Linked DNA regions of Mus musculus: regions 1 and 2 are each linked to region 3. Evidence: chromatin contacts called from public HiChIP or PLAC-seq data. All regions are on one chromosome and are shown on one strand. The core of a region is the stretch at or near the end of the contact, and the rest is flanking DNA. Distances in the headings are between cores, read along the strand shown. Region 1 has its middle 22 kb from the start of Tas2r134. Region 2 has its middle 79 kb from the start of Gm13491. Region 3 holds the start of Rnd3 (Rho family GTPase 3).

What was found. HiChIP or PLAC-seq counts read pairs in DNA pulled down with a chosen protein or histone mark.
Region 1: an H3K4me3 HiChIP or PLAC-seq map of neural tube shows a contact between it and region 3, with 5 times the contacts expected there. The contact joins the enhancer-like site here to the promoter of Rnd3 in region 3. A contact is called at or near these places in 6 of 39 promoter capture datasets (the 3T3-L1 cell line, 3T3-L1-derived adipocytes, the C10 cell line and 3 more) and 7 of 115 datasets of contacts at active chromatin or transcription factors (bone marrow-derived macrophages, embryonic forebrain, embryonic hindbrain and 4 more).
Region 2: an H3K4me3 HiChIP or PLAC-seq map of craniofacial prominence shows a contact between it and region 3, with 2.9 times the contacts expected there. The contact joins the enhancer-like site here to the promoter of Rnd3 in region 3. A contact is called at or near these places in 3 of 39 promoter capture datasets (the 3T3-L1 cell line, 3T3-L1-derived adipocytes and frontonasal cranial neural crest), 1 of 15 datasets of contacts at CTCF or cohesin (the NIH/3T3 cell line), 3 of 484 Hi-C or Micro-C datasets (embryonic stem cells, nephron progenitors and palatal mesenchyme) and 8 of 115 datasets of contacts at active chromatin or transcription factors (bone marrow-derived macrophages, craniofacial prominence, embryonic forebrain and 5 more).

Annotation. Positions count from the first base shown.
Region 1 is chr2:51,648,399-51,651,353 of GRCm38.p6, reverse strand. No RefSeq gene overlaps it. Among named protein-coding and RNA genes, the nearest start is that of Tas2r134, 22 kb to the right of the region's middle. Within about 2 kb of position 1,298, at least 4 of the 459 cell types and tissues checked have an H3K27ac peak or open chromatin away from gene starts, as enhancers often do. A contact at or near this core is called in neural tube, where this site is marked.
Region 2 is chr2:51,529,731-51,532,501 of GRCm38.p6, reverse strand. No RefSeq gene overlaps it. Among named protein-coding and RNA genes, the nearest start is that of Gm13491, 79 kb to the left of the region's middle. Within about 2 kb of position 1,316, at least 19 of the 459 cell types and tissues checked have an H3K27ac peak or open chromatin away from gene starts, as enhancers often do. A contact at or near this core is called in craniofacial prominence, where this site is marked.
Region 3 is chr2:51,147,700-51,150,535 of GRCm38.p6, reverse strand. It overlaps Rnd3 (Rho family GTPase 3), which reads left to right and starts at 1,425. Exons shown (of 5, transcript NM_028810.2): 1 at 1,425-1,811; 2 at 2,225-2,312. The coding sequence starts at 1,662.

The DNA.
Region 1 (2,955 bases), core at 49-2,548, 500 kb before region 3:
CTCTTTCTCTGTCCCATCACTGAACACCCCAGCCTCTCTGTTGATGCTCCAGCTTCTCTGGCTCCATTTTTATGCTCATCATGCACTTTTACACTCCAGTCCCTGACTCCCTTGAGCAATTGTGTTCCTAACATCATAGAAACCTCTTCGCTCATAGGACTAACTAAAACACGGCTCTTCTGTGCTAACATGCAGCGGAGCCTCTTGACTGATAACCCTCAAGACCTCTAGCATTTCTGATAGCTTGGACAACTTGTGACATTATTCAAAAATACAGTCTTTAAAAATGTGAGGCATCTAGGGTTTTGGGTTCTGCTCACATGGGAAGAGGTCCGGATGGAGTATCACCACCAGTCTTTAATCAAAAATATAGACAAATTGAAAATTCCTTATTCTTTTTGAGTCCAACAGAGAAGTGTGGCTGGAAAGCAACTTACTGGTGTGGATAGAGGCAACAAGCTTGCTCTTGTTGGGTAAACGGTATCTAACTAGGACCAAGCTGCTAAAGGCTGTGCTCCAGGCTTGGCAGATGCTTCATTCAAAGAGCCAGAGAACAAATTATCTATTCCAGTGCTGTACTTGGAGACTGACCCAAGGGACTTGGATATGTTTGTACTCTATCACTGTGCTATAGGATCAGGCACACATAGGAATCACTTCAGGCCTTGTAGGCTAAGTGGGGTCTTTGCTGCCAATTATTTGTATAGAAAAGATGTAAGCACTTTCTAATGTAAAAACTACTATAAAGTAGTATACTACCACATGCCATGCAAAAATAGACAATGGCTGGATTTTGCCCCTTAGGTAGTAGTTTAGTAATAAGTTCTCTAATAGAGAAAGGGAACAACATGTCAGATCAGATGAGTAATTGAAAAGAGAGAAATTGACACTATAAGAAACAAAAGCTGAGTCTAGCCACAAGTGGTGATACAGCAAAAGAGATGATAAGGACCACCAGGTGACCAGATAAGCTGCCACCCATGACCTTGGTCTATATGCTCTATCACAGCCTTTGTGCTTTTCCTAAAACAGAAAGGGGAAGGGAACGCTTAGGCAGGCTCCCCAGAGCTGAGAAATAAATCTCACACAGTCATAACCAAGGTAGGTTCTGTTTCCTGTTGAGAAGCAGACACCTTGTCAGGATTCTAGGATCCCAAAGACAGGAGCATCTTTGATGGATGGTTAGTGGGGCTTTGACAGAGTCCAGACTCCAGCACTAGCCTCTCTGTAGCCCTGTGCAGTGCTAACCCTGCGCAGTCAGTCCCTGGCAAGAATCCCTCTTCAATGGCTCTTGGACAGGGTCAGCCCAGTCTGCTCTGACCCCACCCCAAGGCATCAGAATCCCACTATGACATATGTTCCAGCCTGCCCAAACCTTCTGCTATCTGATGGCATGTCACTTGTGACTTGTTTTTCTTCATTTTCCTTCCCTGTTCCCCATGGTAGCAACTTTAATCCCTCAACATAATTCAGCTTATTACTTACAGTATCCACTTCACACTTAACGAGTGATCAGGCTTTCTGCATCGCACAAACAGAGACTGTTCAGATAATAGGGCTTATGTGTCACATCTCATACACACAGGTTGTGCTTTTGTTCTTCTTATAAAGCACTCATTAATATTAACACCGTCTTTGTGTGGGCATGTTATTGCCTCCTTTCAAGAAGATGTGAAGCCTTAGAGAGGCTCAGACTTGAGTCTAAGGAGCTGCTTGGCCTTTGCTCTTTTCTATGGCCTTATCTTTCCTCGAGAAGACAAAACTCAAACAGAAATTACTCCAAATCAAATCTACCTTTGGATCTCCTCTATTTATTACTTCATTAAAAAAAAGAAAAGAAAAGAAAAGAAAAGAAAAGAAAAGAAAAGAAAAGAAAAGAAAAGAAAAGAAAAGAAAAGAAAAGAAAGAAAGAAATGATCTTTCAAGTTCTCTTTAAGTAGAAACTGACTCCTCATCCAGACATCTGATGCTTCTGAGGGCAGGTTTTAATGCGGGCGGAGACATGGGGGTGACAGGCAGTTGGGGGCCGTGGGGGGGTTTACAGGAAAATCCCAACACATAGAAGGGGAATGAGAGAGAACCAGATGAACAAACCAGATGAATACAGCTTCATGCTTGACCCTGGTTGCTTCGAACTGACTGTGTAGGACTTTGGGGGGCAGTAGGGGCAGGGGGAGTGAAGAAGAAAGGACCAACACATTTGTCTTTTAAAATATTGACCAAAAATAAGCCAAAAACAAAACAAAACAAACAACCCCCCCCAAAACAAAAACAAAACAAAACCCCACAAAACCTACCTGACTTACTAGAAGTAATTTGGAGAGGTTGCCTTGGCTTTCCTCCCTCCCTCCCTCCCTCCTTTCCTCTAGGCTTCCTTTATTTCTTATCTCTCCCTGCCCCAGGTATGACAACAGCATGTTGCCAGGTTGGCTGAAAAGTTGTGGCCCTCCTGCCCTACCTCCCGAGGGCTGAGTGTATAAGCAGGTCCAACCACCTCCAGCCTCTCTCGGCTCCTCTGAGTAAAGCCTGCCTCTCTCTGCATCTGAGCTGAAGTATTAACTGAGACTTTACTGTACCAACAAAACAAGCAGAATGTGCATCTGTGACTCGTGGGCTTGCTTAGTGCTACCTCAGCTCTGACATGGCAGTTTATCATTTTCAGAAGGAATGGACCTTCTCGCTTTAAATTTATTAGCTAAAAAGCTTACTCTCCAGAGTTTTAAGTAAGAAAAAAAATTACATTTAAGTGAATATTAGGTATTTGTTTTAGCAAACTAGTGTGATCCAGAGTCATTTTAAATATTTACATTTATTGTTTAATGTGTGTGTGTGAGTGTGTGTGTGTGTGTGTGTGTGAGTGTGTGTGTGAGTGTGTGTGTGTGTGTGTGTGTGTGTGTGTGAGTGTGTGTGTGTGTGTGTGAGTGTGTGTGTGTGTGTGTGTGTGTGTGTGTGTGT
Region 2 (2,771 bases), core at 67-2,566, 380 kb before region 3:
CAATCAATCAAACAAAAACAAAAACATCATAGAAAGTGGAAACCCTGGTGAGCTGACACTATTTCTGACAGCCCTTGCAAGGGTGTGCTTCAGGAGCCCCGTTTGCTAACAGTGCCTAAAGGATGGAGTCAGAGTGCCTATGCATTCTATACTTCCCACAAAATTTCTTAGCTGAAACACAGGACAACGTATATTAATTCAGGGCTATACCCTTAAATGTGCCTGTCTGGCTCAGCAGCTAACGTATGTACAAAATCTGTTTGGATCTACCTGCATGGATGTCACATTGCTTTTTCTACAGTTACTAAACACAAAGTCACCTCTAGTCTGCTCCAGTTGGCCTGTGCAATGTTCTTTGGGCTTTCCCACTTCTCATGTTTTTCTGTTTTATCCAAACTGAATGTTGGTCATGTTGATTTCCTTTTTCTTTTAAAATCCTCCAAATTATAGAGTCACCCTATACTAGATGTAAGAAAACTGGTCATCAGCTTAACAGAGAGACATTAGTAAATGCTTGCAGGAGGGTGAGCAAGAACACATGATGAAGACCTTCTATGCCGAGAAGCTCTTCATATGCTGAGAAGAGGCTAAGGGGTCATGTAGCCCTCTGCCAAGTTGAATCTTCCCAGAAGCATGAAATGATCTTGTGTAATGATCCCCATACACAGAACTCAAGGCTCCATCAGGTTAACTTGATTTACTCTTTGCACAGTCTGCCCTGGTGGCATAACATAGGCAGTATGACTGACTCAGTGAACAAAATCCTTTCATCTGCTCCAACTACTCCCTAATGTAAACCAGGGTGGTTAGCCAAATTCTCTCCGTCTCTCTGCGAGACCATAGCAGGCTATGTAAACAAGGAAAAGGCCCCTTCGGTGCGTAACTCTCTACAGCAAGGAACTTCAAAGATGTCTGTGGTATTCCATTCATAAGTGATCTAATTTGGGGCAGAGTCACATAAGCAGAACGGCTTGCTTAGCTGTTTGTGGTATGTAGTATTTACATTGTGGGGCTTTGGTGCCCTGTTACTGTATGTTCTTTCTCCAGTGGTAATTTGTTTAGAGAAGACATCTTTGTGGGTAGTGGGAGAAAAGGGTGGGCAGCAACGCTGTGCTGTCAGGCTGAATATGTGTGTGGCCTTGGGGAAGTCTGCTTTGAACAAGAATACTATGGGTTTCCATTACCAGCAAGAATGCTCAGGGGAAAGTATGTGCATACAAATTCCTTTGTCCGGAAATCAGGAGGAGGAAGAATGTTCACAGATGCCCTGCAGCAGACCTTTTGTCTCTTAAGATGAATCCATGGAAACCGTATCTCTGCGAAGGCAGAGCTCAATTCGTCCAACAACACCCAGGGAAATAAAGTGTAGGGTTGTCTTTGTCTGTGTCCATTCCCAGTCTGACACGGGAGGCAGATGGAAGAGGCAAACATCTGGGGTTGAGGACCTCACATCTTATTCTTGATATTTATCTTGAATGAACACTTGCCTTTCTGCTTTTTTTTTTTTTAGCCAAATTCTATCAGTTCATTTTTATTAGGACTCAGGCAACAATATTCCAAAATACGATAGCCAATGTGGGCACCTAGCACCTACCTCTTCCCGGGACCCTGGCAGGAGCTGAGCATTGTTCAAAGCACTGTTAAACATTGCCAAGATCATTGCTGACTGTACAAGTCCCCTCTTAAGCTCTCATTCTAATGTTTGCTCAAAATGTTGGAGATAGTGAGATTTGGATATTTGATTGGCAGCTACTGGCCTCGTCTCTGGGTCCCTGGATGCTATGAGCTAAGAGCTGTTAAACAGCCAGACTGTTCTCCTGTCCATACCAGCCACTGCATCCTCAGTGGCCTAAGTTAGTGACAGGGTAGTTATAGCAGAAGCACAACATGAGCTCCTAAGGTGAGGTCCTGGGCATAACAGTTTGGAACAGTGTGACAGAAGTGACTTGGCTGGAGAGCAGTCATTACTTTGATGGTTGCAGAAGAAGATGGTCTGGGAGAATTGCAGTCTTGATAGTGGAAGAGTTGGGGCGGCAAGAGCAGCAGAGGATGAAAATTGATTCTCCTGCACCCCTGATAGTTCTAGAAAGTGACGTCCAAACGGCCGCCATAAGGTAGAAGACCCTGAATGCAAACATGAGGTTTCAGGGATTTATTGGGAGACATGAAGAGCATTTAGGCAAGTGTAAAGAATGATAAAGCACCCCATACCATCCAAGTAACAAATAAACCCTCCCTTTCTATAAATCCCCAAACCAGCTGGCTGGACAAGAAGATCTATGCGTTCCCAGCTCCAGGCCTATGCCACTTGGCCATCAAGTCTTCTGTTTATGCGAAAATCTAGTGCTAAAGACTGATGCATTGCATATCATGTCCTTGCTTGGTATCAACTCTCCTGCAAAATCAGCCATAAAGCTGATAGACTGATAGACTATAAAGCCAAGATAGACTGCTCTGACTATGCTAACCTCTGTATTTGGGAACAGGCTAAAAAGAAAGTCGAAGACTTACCTTATTTTATAACAATAGACCACAAGACCCTCATTCCAGAAGGGCTTCTGCCCGGGAGGGAGGAGTTCTGTCCATAGAGGCCAGCAGAATTTGGGCAGAAGGGTTTATGGCATTTCTCTACTGTGCTCTCTGTTACATGAGACAGCAGACTTGGATTCAGTCACTTTCTGAACTCACATCAATTCTCCATCAATCCCCAGCATTCAAAGTGGGTCTTCAGCGCTTCATTGATGGAGATAAAGCTTTGGTTCACTGTGCTT
Region 3 (2,836 bases), core at 176-2,675:
CTATACTTTCCTTAAAGGGTTGTGTGTGTATGTGTAAGTACTTATATGTATGTGTTTAGTATATGTGTGGAAGCCAGAGGTTGTTTATCTTCCTCAATTTCTATCTACATTATCTTTGAGTCATGGCCTCTCACTGAATCCTGAGTTCCTCAATTTGACTGGATTGGCTGGCTAGCAAGCCCCACGGATCCTCTGGGTCTGTCTCAGGAGTGCCTCCTTATATGGGTGCTGGTGGTGAAATTCAAGTCGCACTTGACCAAGCCCTTCACAGGCTGAACTTTCTTCCCAGACACCTTCACTACAAATTTAATAACTGACGCTTCCTGGCTGTCGGGGTGACTGGCAATGAAGACACTGTTCTCAGAAGACAAGAGAACAAACACAGTCTTGTCTGTCTCTTCTAAGACTTGTTGAAAGGGAGACTTGGAATGACTGGAGTACGTGTGTGGAGGAGGGGAGTCCCTAAATTTTCCACAATGAGCATGTGTGCTTTTTAAGTCCAACTCCTTGATTCTTAGGTGAAGGAGGGAGGGTACAGCTGAAGGGAGCAAAGAGTGCTTAGACCCCTGGTTCTAGAGCTGTCACAGAGAGAGTGGCAGTTGCGGCCAAGTTTCTGATAGTTTTTGTCATCTCTCTTTTTTCTCGCCCCTGCACCTATTCACATTATCATGTCACTCCCCAAAGCCTCCTACCTTCTCTGGAATAGCTGAATCTGACAGTTTAAAAAGCCAGTCCTCTACAAAGGTCAAGGAAAACGAGTTCTAGTGTTTGAAATAAATCATCTATGTTATTATGTACTATATATGTAGATAGATAGATAGATACATAGATAGATACATAGATAGATAGATAGATAGATAGATAGATAGATAGATAGATAGATAGATAGATAGAAGATAGATGATAGGTAGGTAGATAGATAGATAGATAGATAGATAGATAGATAGATAGATAGATAGATAGATAGATAGATAATGATTTTATGGGTTTGGGAACACAAAAACTTAGCCTTTCCCTTCCAAGATTTACTTCTGTATTATTAATTTGATTGGGAATTTTTTTTTTTATTTTCACAAATGATGACGAGGCTTCTGGAGGCGAGCCCCTTGGAAAGCAATTTGAAAGGAATCCCAATGCAAATCCATGTGCACAGATTATCTGCTTCCCCTCACCCTGGCCCTGAACAACCTACCCATCTGCAAATCCTGCCTGGCACCTTCAGGTTATGCCAGAACCTGGGTCTGCAAGCCATCCTGCACGCCACCCTAGAGGGCGCGCTGCTTACACTTTCCGCCAACGGGGCGGCCGTGCTGGCTCCCAGGCTCCATAAAAGGGGAGGAGGCGGATCGGTTTCCTTCTCTCATTGAGAAAGCGGAGCGGATTGGAAGGCTGGGCGTATAAAGCGGCGCGGAGAGCGTGAAACAAAGCAGACCGATCGGAATTGGACTTGGGAAGAGAGGCGCGGAGTCAGGCAGAAAACTTGTAGGAGAGGAGTAAAGAGCCGCTGCCTCTCCTCCTCCACTCCGCTGTGCTTAAAGGGGTTCCCGCCGGCCTTGCGATTTATTTTTATATCTGCTTTTTATAGAGAGAAGTATATATATATATATATTTTTTCTTCTAAAGAGAAAATTCCTGTTCCAAGAGAAAATAAGGCAACATCAATGAAGGAGAGAAGAGCCAGCCAGAAATTATCCAGTAAATCTATCATGGATCCTAATCAGAACGTGAAATGCAAGATAGTAGTAGTGGGCGACAGCCAGTGTGGGAAAACCGCGCTGCTCCACGTCTTCGCCAAGGACTGCTTCCCAGAAGTGAGTGTGACCCGCACGTCTTGAGGGGAGCGGCTGGTGGGGTCCCCGGTCTGGAGGACTGCGCCTTTCTCCTGCTTCACTGATTTTCTTGAAAATCTTTCTCATGCCCAGCCGTCTCTGCCGCCACACGGCCGGGAAGCGAAAGTGTCCTGGAAGGGTCTTGGCTGGGACCCGCCAGCACCCTGGGCTCTTGGCCCCAGAAACTTGCTGGTTTCAGTGTGGGAGGCCGGGTGGGGAGACCTGGGTGGGCTCTCGGGAGGGGGCTGCGTGTTTACTGTGTAAGGAGTGTGAGGTTGTTGGTGGTGGTGGTTTTTTAATTGGGGGCTTGGTGGTTTTTCAAGTGTTCGATCTACGGGTCGTGTTTTTAATAATCTCTTTGCCACCTTCCTCTTCTGTCCCTTTCGTTCGTCCAGAATTACGTCCCTACGGTGTTTGAGAATTACACTGCCAGTTTTGAAATCGACACACAAAGAATAGAGTTGAGCCTGTGGGACACTTCAGGTAAGACTCGGCACACCGCGTGGCGGTCTGAACCGGTGCGCCCGGGGGCTCGGGATCTGGTGCCCTGTCTGCTAATGTGGCTCCTTGAGGGACTTCCCGGTCCCGAGCCGCCGGAAAATGTTATCCTTTCTGGGCAGGGGCAGCAATGGGAGTGATTGTGGTCTTGGGGACAGGAGGACGCTAGGTGTCCGGAGTGACCCTGCTGGAGGAGCCTCTGGTGGCCGCATGGCCTTGTGTTGTCCTTCCTTGGAGCCGTGCCGGAGCGGGCCGCCAGGGTGGCCCAGTGCTGGAGCATACAGAGCAGCGTGGAAGCCCTCCCGCTCGCGGAGGAAGCCCCTCATGGGTGTCACCAGCCATCTGGTTTGGGGGCAGGGGCGCAGGCTGAGCTGGGAGAAGATCCCCAAAGCCTCCGGGTTGCGTGGGGTGTTCCAGGCTGAGGGAGATGGGTGAATGGCCGGAGCCAGCGCCCGTGACGCCTACTGTCAGGAATGCGCTGGTGGTGCCGGCAGCGGCCACCGCGGGGC